Regions from separate parts of the Mus musculus genome. Here region 2 is linked to region 1. The links are chromatin contacts, called in public HiCAR-type maps. All regions are on one chromosome and are shown on one strand. The core of a region is the stretch at or near the end of the contact, and the rest is flanking DNA. Distances in the headings are between cores, read along the strand shown.

The links. HiCAR-type assays count read pairs that join an accessible place to other places.
Region 2: a HiCAR-type map of Th17 cells shows a contact between it and region 1, with 3 times the contacts expected there. The contact joins two enhancer-like sites. A contact is called at or near these places in 2 of 15 datasets of contacts at CTCF or cohesin (CD8 T cells and the NIH/3T3 cell line), 6 of 484 Hi-C or Micro-C datasets (CD8 T cells, CD8 central memory T cells, embryonic fibroblasts and 3 more), 3 of 115 datasets of contacts at active chromatin or transcription factors (CD8 T cells, the SCID.adh cell line and Th17 cells) and 2 of 9 other capture datasets (adipose tissue and liver).

The regions. Positions count from the first base shown.
Region 1 is chr15:66,698,683-66,703,263 of GRCm38.p6, reverse strand. All of the region lies in intron 20 of Tg (thyroglobulin), which reads right to left. Among named protein-coding and RNA genes, the nearest start is that of Tg, 30 kb to the right of the region's middle. Within about 2 kb of position 2,398, at least 9 of the 459 cell types and tissues checked have an H3K27ac peak or open chromatin away from gene starts, as enhancers often do. A contact at or near this core is called in Th17 cells, where this site is marked.
Region 2 is chr15:66,777,302-66,782,175 of GRCm38.p6, reverse strand. The region is part of intron 41 of Tg (thyroglobulin); the gene reads right to left. Sla (src-like adaptor) reads left to right here. Exons shown (of 9, transcript NM_009192.3): 9 at 1-1,357. Among named protein-coding and RNA genes, the nearest start is that of Sla, 52 kb to the left of the region's middle. Within about 2 kb of position 3,330, at least 9 of the 459 cell types and tissues checked have an H3K27ac peak or open chromatin away from gene starts, as enhancers often do. A contact at or near this core is called in Th17 cells, where this site is marked.

The DNA of each region.
Region 1 (4,581 bases), core at 1,149-3,648:
TTTTCTGACTTAGCAGCAAGATAAAAAAAAGTCACCACAGCAAGGTGGAACACAGTGAGATGGAGCCAATGCTCTGGGAGTTACTATCCTTGGTCTGCATGCATTCTTGCTATCTCAGAGTAAATCAGAAACTCAGCCACATCTTGGAAACTGTGTAGTACTTTCCAGTCTACGCTATCAGTGAGTATCCTTCTCTGAGCACCAGTTCCACTACTTCTTTGAGTCAGATTGATAATGATTGGTTGGGACAATTTTTTTTTTCAAGTAAGTATCTGTAAATTTGGGGCCAAAGGAAACTAATGCTTCCTGGCCAATGTAATCGGCTCTGCTATCTTTATTCAGAGTCCCGATGAAGACAGGAAAGTGAGACCTGGAGAGATGCTATCAAACCACAGGCTCCTGTCAGTCTGAGAAGTTACGCATGCTCCTTCACCACTGTGACTGCCCCTGATGTAAAGAGATTTTCCATCTAAAGGGTACTTTTGTAGATTATAATGAGGCAGCACCTTGATGACCATCATCCTTTCCTGAGCACGTGGCTCCTCTCAAGACCAGAAAGTGTACGTGTTCCACGGCCCCTGCATGCTCACTTTCACCTTCCAATCCACCAGCCAGAATTACTAATAGCTGTGACAAGTGCCTCCTCTATTTAATACAAGAGTTGATCATTTGAGTTTAGAGCTTTCAAGGCTTTGAGTTTTGTTGTTCTTCCCGCCAATCTTTCTTTCAACCCCAGCAGTGACAGGTCATACTTTTGCAAAGAGGAAAAGTATCTTTGGGAGACATCAGAATACTTCACCTTTTAAGAAGTTCATATAAGTCCTGTCAAGTCTTTCTGGTTCTGTCACTCTCCAGCTCAAAATTCTTCTGTGGTGCTCTGTTGATGGTTCAAACTTGTGTCTATACTTCTCAGAATCCTATCTTTCTTGATGGGTCACCTCCTGCCATGTTCCCCTACAGACTCTATTCAGCAATAGAAATCATGGCATTGTCTCATAAAGCCAGTGGGCTTTTACACTCATTGCTTTTTTACTATTCCATCCAGTTTCTGCAATAGCCTTCATTTTGGTGCTCCTAACACATAAATGCACACACACACACACACACACACACACAGAGAGAGAGAGAGAGAGAGAGAGAGAGAGAGAGAGACAGAGACAGAGACAGAGAGACAGAGAGACAGAGAGACAGAGAGACAGAGAGACAGAGACAGACAGAGACAGACAGAGACAGACAGAGAGAAAAAGACAGAGACAGAGAGCCTGATCCCATCTGCCTATCTTAACACCAATTCCTGCTCACTTTTTCAGACCCCACACAGCACCTGCTGCACTAACATGTATCTCTGCCTGCCTTAAACAGCACTTTATACCACAGTCCTATGGTCCAGTCATGTGTGGTACCATGAAAATTTTTGCTGCTCTGCACTTGTGGTATGGGGTTTGTACATAACTAGATTTTTAAAGCTTAGGTGGGTGGATGACAGATGAATGAAAAGGGGTAAGGGAGGAAAGGATGAAGGGAAAGACATGACATATCTGCCAGATAAGAAAGTCCACAGGGAACGAGTTCTATTATGAGAATTTGTAGAGAGGGGGAAAATGAACTTATTGTAGGTAAGTGGAAATTAATGTCAGACCGAGGAAAAATGAAAAATCTTGACAATCTTTCTGTAATCCCTTCTAATGGAAGCTTCCAGCAGGGAATTCCACAGGAGCCACAAAATATAGAGAGACAAGAGAGTGAACAGACATGTCCTGAGAAAACCACAGCAAAGCTTCTTCTCCTGTTATCCCTAGCAGCACCAGTTCCCAGGGTCAGAATGACCATGTCCATACAATTTACAAGAAAGGGAAGCTCCTCTCACCCAAGCCACTGCACAACCAAGAATCACTTACATCAGACCTCAGAGATGACAGAGAAAAAAACCTGCTTCATCTCCCCAGGACAATGTTCTGCCTTGTAGCTCCACAGCTTTCACAGCTGTGTTCCAGATGTGTTTTAGAAGGAGAAAAGCCAAGAAGGAGAAGCCTGAATCTTAGATGGTATGATTTCACTAGCACTCCCCTTTTGAGAAGGGAGAGGTGTGATGCACAGGGTGGGACCAAAGCTCTGGAAGCAGATAGAGCCAAGATCACATGTCTGCACTGCCAACTAAAATCAGGGGTACTCACTGAGGGTTGGTCACAGGCAGAGCGGTGTACTCTACATCGTGGAGTTCAGGATTTTTAGGGGAGGACAAATGACCTCCGTGGTTCCAGGGACAAAAAGCTGCTGGTGCCAGGACTCAAGTCCAGGCACGTCTGATTCTAAAGGCCATGTCCTAAGTGTATATAGAGCTGTATGCCTCAGCTTCCAAAGCTTGCTCACAGGAGGGAGTGGGGGAAACACCCAGCTCTACAGAAACGTCAGCAAGTTTCCATACATACAAGAAATTCACTGGGGCTTCTCAGACATAATCACAGACGCACAGATACTGCAGAAAACCCAAGTCTTTTCGTGCAGCCTTTGTAAATTCATTCTGGGTCTTTCAGTCTGAAGAAAGTTGGAAGCTTAGATGGTGGGGTGGGAAATCCTTTGTGACAAGGGAAGGAGGCACAGCCATCGAGAGATAGAATATAGACAGAGCTGAAGTGAAGCTGCTCAACTGCAGAATGTAGAGCAAATGAGGCTGGCCTTCTGCTTCAGTAGATCCATGGTTATTAGAATTGAATCACATTGTACTCTCCACAGTGACTAAATTCAACTATTGAGACCTGGCTGAATGTCCCAGAAAGCCACAAGTTCTGGACCTTTACAGAAAAGGGCTGTAAGAAAGCATAGGGCAAAGCCTGATCTTAGACCTCTTCCCCAGGCACCATTCTGGATTTTTCAAGAGGGCTTGCTGAAGCCCTTCTTACTCTGATATCAGGTCCTCACATGATCCACACAGAGTTTTTCCTTTAGGCAAAGCCATCCTATCTAACCCCCAATCTCCTGGTGATAGGAGCTTAGAGTCACTATTGACTAAGCACTCCAGAAGAAACTTGCAATTGGATTCTCAGTTTCCCTCATATATATATATCCACACACCAACTCGATGGTGTTCATCCAGGTAGCTAAGGACACTGCATAGTCAAATCTGAGAACCCCGTGGCTGGCATGTATGAGATGCCCTCTCTGGGACTCCATTTAGCAGATGCCACCATCCACTCTTTCTCTCACTTCTCATCTTCCTGTCTGGGTAGCTCTAAGTAGATGGAAAGACAAAATACGCGTTCTGTCCCAAGACAAGCTACAATTCCTCACCCATTGATACTGGATATGGTGACTTCAAGCCCCTTTTGGGAAGCAGCTTGTTCAAGCTGTACAAGTCCATTTAACAGATCCTCTATTTCTGACTGTCTGGTGGGGAAAGGCCCTGCCATCAGGGCGTCCTGTGAAATAGATACTTGCAAACTCACAATGTAGAGTGTAATATCTGCAGTAAATACCAATTGGGAGTGGCAATGCTTCTGTACTCTGTGCTGGGATTAGGATGTAGCTCAAATTCACTTGGCAGGGATTTTAGAAAGTCTAGCTTTGTCTTGCAACTAATATAACTAGGAGGGAAATAACAGAAAGCATTCTCTTCTCAGCTCAATAAAAACTCTCCAATTCACTCCATGTAGGAGGTAAGCTTCCATCCCATCATAAAACCTTTGAATCTTTTCATGATGGAACAATGATCCTGCCACCTTACCCACACACCACCACATCCCTATCCTTGGAAGCTGTTATATTAGCTATGTGGCCAACAGGAATTAAAATTATAGGTGGAATTTAAATAAAAATAGATGGACCACACAGCTGTGGAAGTTTCCTGGAGTATCCAGCTGTAGGTCATTAAAATTGCTCTTAAATGGCACATTGTCCTTGACAATGAAAGAGGGATTCTACAGCCAAAGAATGTGTCTGACTTTGAGAAATTGATGGAATCAGATCCCTTCAGGGCCTTTAGGAAGAACAAATCCTGAAGATATCTTGAAATCTTTTAGCCAAGGAGACCCATGTTACAATTCAACTTCCTGAACTACTTAAAAAAAACTGAGTCAGGAGTGATAATAAAGAGAGTGACAGGAAGCTGACACATCTTCCATTTTCTTTGTAGCTGCAGTCCCATGAAAATGGTCTTCAAAGATGCTCATGGGCAAGAGCAAGACCTGTCAAGTCAACCTGTAGCAGGTCTCATCTCCATGAGAGTAGAGTGGGATGTCAAATGGTTATGTAAAGGTTGAGAGAGATGACATCTTGCCAAAATAAAACCAAGAAATGTCACGCCAGGGTATAGGGGAGACATGGGCTTTCTTCTCACAAGGATCCCAGTACCATATTCAAGCTGAGGAAGAACTAACAGAAAATGTCATACACTGGCTTCTTTTCCTTCCTTCCTTCCTTCCTTCCTTCCTTCCTTCCTTCCTTCCTTCCTTCCTTCCTTGATACAGTGACGGCTAATGAGTTGATTCCCTTGAAAACTGGACAGAAAAATACTTATTGACTAATGCATTGATGATTCCCCCAGAGTAGAGTGGCCTTTCCTGAAGCCTCCTGAGGTTCTATACC
Region 2 (4,874 bases), core at 2,081-4,580, 78 kb before region 1:
AGCTCCAGAATGACCTCTACCTGGAGCCAAACTACCTTTATAGGTCCAGTGAGACTTTTGGGTTATGTCTCTTCTCTTTCTAAAGGACCAGTGACACTAAAAAAATATTCCGAAGGGATTAAATCTCTGAGCCGAATGGAATCTTTAGCACTCAGGGGTATTGAAGTCACGTGGGCATTAGATGGCCATGCTAAGCCACAGGAAAGTATAGGGTAGTGAGGGAGAAAACAGGAGAGGGAGGAGGCAGCTCTACTGGAAAAACTTCTCAGATAGACAGTTTTGACTCATCCAGTTGTTGGGGTTCTATGTTTTAGAACCCCCATTCCTCATGCCCATAGGAAGATGCCTGGGTGAAATACTGTGCTGAGGTCAAATGGGAATAAATGAGGTATGAGTGGAATTCCTTAATGCTGGGATTCCGGCTGGAGCAGAGAGATAAGGAGAACAACATGATGTAACCCTGAATGTGAAACAGGAGGAACCTTCACAGTTACAATGAACTGAGGAGGAGTGAGGGTTATCCAGGTGCTCTTATTCCCATGGATCTACAAGGAATACAAGGCTTGTTGGACCAAGTAGATTAGAATGCTTAGTGTTTGTTTGTTTGTTGCTGTTTTGTTTTATTCTATAAGGAAGCTGGTTAGCTTTAGAGAATTAATTTATCCTGTATATTTTCCTGTAAGAAGGGCTGGCGTCTGCATGAATAAGAATGCCCCTTTCTGGGAAAGGGGAACTGGAGAAGCTGAATGCTGCCATAGATGATTGTGAGAGGTGAGAGAAAACCCACAGGGCACTAAGGAAAGAGAAGCCTTCATTCTCTCTCACACCTATATCCTGCTGGAATGGGAGACAGGATAGTCATGGCTATTCATCCCTGTCTATCACAAGGATTCTTGGTAAGAGAAATACAGGAGGGATTTGTCACCCATCATGTGCATTCCATATACCTGGGCTCAGCCTGCAGATGGTACAAGCATACGCCTTGACATGACGTGACATATCGTCAGATCTGGTGTTTTTACACCTAGAGGCATGGGTGTTCTCTGAGGTCTTTCAAAATGGCTATTTCAAAGATACTCGTCAGTGTGTGAGAAACAAATGTCACACAAGGTCAGTAACTTCTGCTATGAGGCCATGATCTCTGGCTCCTGATGTATCTCTGTTCACTATCTTCTGTGCTGTTTTCTGTTGTGGTCAATGTGATTGGAACTTTGAGTAGTATTTGGGGGTACTTCTAAGTGGGAAGCATTACACTTTGCCAAATCATGTATTTATTCCTGATTAAAGTAAAACTAATACTTATTTAACCTTGGATAAGTGACCTATGGGTTGAGAATCATGAATATGCCTCTCAGGAGTATAAAGTTGTTGGTTTTCAATGAAGAGGTCAACTGGAAGGACACACACAAAGGTCAGCAAGAGATACTGTTCTGACTCAGGGTCCCCATCTCACTTCCTGTGAGTAGAGAGAGAAGGGATCAAGAGGGAGCATGGATTTCTTGAGATCATCATGATAACTATCTTCCTATTATTTCTGGTATTTGAGCTACTCAGTCTCCTGAGAATTTCTTTCCACAAATGTTATCTGGACACCTGTTCATCTTAACCACTGAGGCTTGTGGCTGTGGAGGTCTCCAATGTCACAGATGGAGGAGGATGCCATTAACAAAGATCCACTTTCTGAGGAAGAGAGGGATGTGTAAAATAGGGGCTTTTGTGCAGCTGCGACTCTTTACATGGGTGCCGAGGCAGGAGCAGCAGATAGCTACACAAAGATTTAGGAAGCACAGTCCAGGCCACAGGTCAGCGGGCAGGTCCTGTAGGCCTGAGCAAGTCAGCCTCCAAGAGATCAAAGAGCGGAATGGCTGAACCTGAGGGTCTTCAGCAATAGAAGCATCATCCAGAGGGCGGAGTCTGTAAGCCCTGAAGAGGTGGAGCTAAGCTTGGATGTGGGAGAAAAGCAGCTTGGGAAGGATGAATGTAGAAGAGTGATAACTGTTTACTAGGTTGTGGACGCTAGGTGGAAGTTGAATGTTGGAAATTCCAGCATCAAATTGAGACATAGTTCTAAGGGTGTATAGCTTAAAAATAAAGAAGGTCCCCAAGAAAGGGCACACTTTGTCCAGGCCCAGGCCCACACTCTACTTGGAAGGGAGGCTGTGGAAGGTGTATCCCTGTGTAGAAGAAATTCTGTGGAGGGAGACACAGGTGCATTTATGAGACATTCTCTATCATGGGATTCAGGTGATCTTGATGAACGTGCGGAAATATTTTCATGGAGAGAAATGAATGCAAGGGAAATTTTTGCTACATGTTGAAGCAGAAGGAAATGTAAGATGAGAATCAATTACATGATACTACAGGAAAAGCAGTCTAGGGAGAAGGGAGACAGCTTACATTCTGAAAATGACACTTTTTTTTTTGCACTATTTCAAACAACCATTAAAGGTGCATTGTGGCCACCTTGAAAGAGGTTGAGAAAAAATTCCATGAATCTAAATTCTTAAAGGATTCTTGAGTAAATAGAAACACTGTCCAGAAAATGGAGAGCTTGGAGAGAACAGCACTGTCTCCATTCCAAAATGTATGAGGCACTGCCGATAAGACAGCAAGAGGGGATCTTATTGCCTCAGTACAGAATGATGTCTCAGAAACAAAGACAGAGACACAATGAACTCAGCTGGGTGCTGGAGAGCTAAGAGAAGATGACAGTTCACATCAAGCACAGTAAAGCACAGAACCAGTGTCAGAAAAGTACTTTTAAGTATAGGCATAATGTAGATTTTATAGAGAAATTTAATAGGTAACACGTAATGAAGGAGATGAATATGCAAAGCCTTACCAACCCAATCAAAAAAGATGGAGAAAAAAGATGAGTCCAGTGAGTCTTGAGGGTGAGAAGAGATCTACTAAGGACCTTTAGCACAAGTTGTGGATCAATAGGGTCCTTCCTTCCTCTCCATCCTTCTGATACCTTCACCCTCCACTACTCAAACTCAGCCCTACTGAAGAGGATTAGTTCATGTTGGGGTGGTAGAGAAGCTTCTACAAGAAACCAGTGCCCTGGGTATAATACAGAAACTGTCCTGTTAAGGTTTCTATTACTGTGAAAAGATACCATGACCATGGCAACTCTTAAAAATGGAAACATTTAAATGGGGCTAGATTACAGTTCAGAAATTTGTTGTTTATCATCACAGTGGGAATCATGGCAGCATGCAAGCAGACATGGTATTGGCGAGGAACTGAGAATTCTATATCTAGAACCACAGGCAGAAGGAAGAATGAGCGTTGGCTCACTTCTGAAACCTCAAAACCAACCCTCAGTGACACACTTTCTCCAAAAATGCTGTATCTTCTCCAACAAAGCTACACCTCCTAGTCCTGTCAAACAATGCTACTTCCTGTGAACTTATCGGAGGAGTTTTCATTCAAACTATCACAGGCACTCAGCTTCTCATCTTATGAAATGCTCTGTAATTAGAAGGTATTGGCTCTATCCTCTGAGCTGCTTTGGTGCTGGGTCTCTAAGTCACTCCATCTGAGGCTGCTCCAGCAGTATAGAACGAAGCTAGTTCATGTACCCAGCAGACAAGACATTCAAATTAACGCTAGAGGTAGGAAACTTTCTGAATCAGCTTGTTTCTGAACACAAGTATCAACCAACTGGAAAACACCATAAAAACTAATATGCCATTCACACCAACCAAATTATGGCATGCTAAGGGTCTCAACTCATGATTACAAAGACTTCCATGGAAAAACTATCTAAAACTCTATGAAACAATCCAAGGACACTCAAATATTGTATTCACCATTCTGTTATCAGCTTAATTCATGGACCAAGACTAGACATTATAATGACATAGACCTACCCATAAAATCAATAGATTAAAAATTCTGTGAAGTTATACTCAAATTCCCAGGAGAATTATTAGAAAAACATCAATAAAGTCATTATAAAATCTGTACAGAAATATTTGTGCTCAAGACTGGCCAGAACAATTTAGAAGGAGACGAGCTAGAGGAGAACACTCCCACTATGTTACAGGCATCAATCATAGGCAACAGTTTGTGAGACCATGTCAGAATTCTCTCACCCTCCTGGGTATTGGCTGTGGATTACAAACCAGAGGCAATGCTGAGTGCTAAGAACCTGATAAGATAATTAAAATCCTGAAAGAATGGCTATATTTGGATATGGTAGAATGAGAATCACTCTTGTTAGGCGAATAACAATGTAAAGTCAGGCAGGAGGCTGAAGAGATGGCTCAGTGGTTAGGAACAGTGGGTGCTCTTCCAAAGAACCTGGGGTCCATTTTCAACCCTTATGCCCTGGCTCACAGTCATCTGTAACTCTAATTCTAGGTGTTCCAATACCCTCTCTGACCTCTGCAGGCACCATGCACATAGGCAAAATACCCATATACATAAAACAGTAATTTTTTAAAAAATCAGGCAGAATTCCTCAAAGCCGATAACTATGTTATCTTGTTGCTAGTGGAAACTTCTCCCTACACTGGGGGAATGGGCAAGGCTCGGAGCCTTGGGAAAGAGATTTCCAGGGACCTAACATACACTGTCCACTGAGGATAAATATGCCCAGAGGGGTGTCTGATCTTTTGATTAGTCCATGATGCCATCTACAAAGATTCTGGGCCATTTCCATAGCTATCCTGGGACATATATAGCCTATAGGCTTGAGATTTGGCACCGCAGGGCACTTTCCAGGGTTTGTGATGGCCATGGTCACATGGGAATGGAGCAGGGAAGGATGGGTACAGATTCAGCTGAATTCCAGAGGCTGCAGCTGACCGGGAGAACAACAGACAGTTCTGGGTTAACAGCCTTGACTCTCCCTGGAAAGCTGGCCT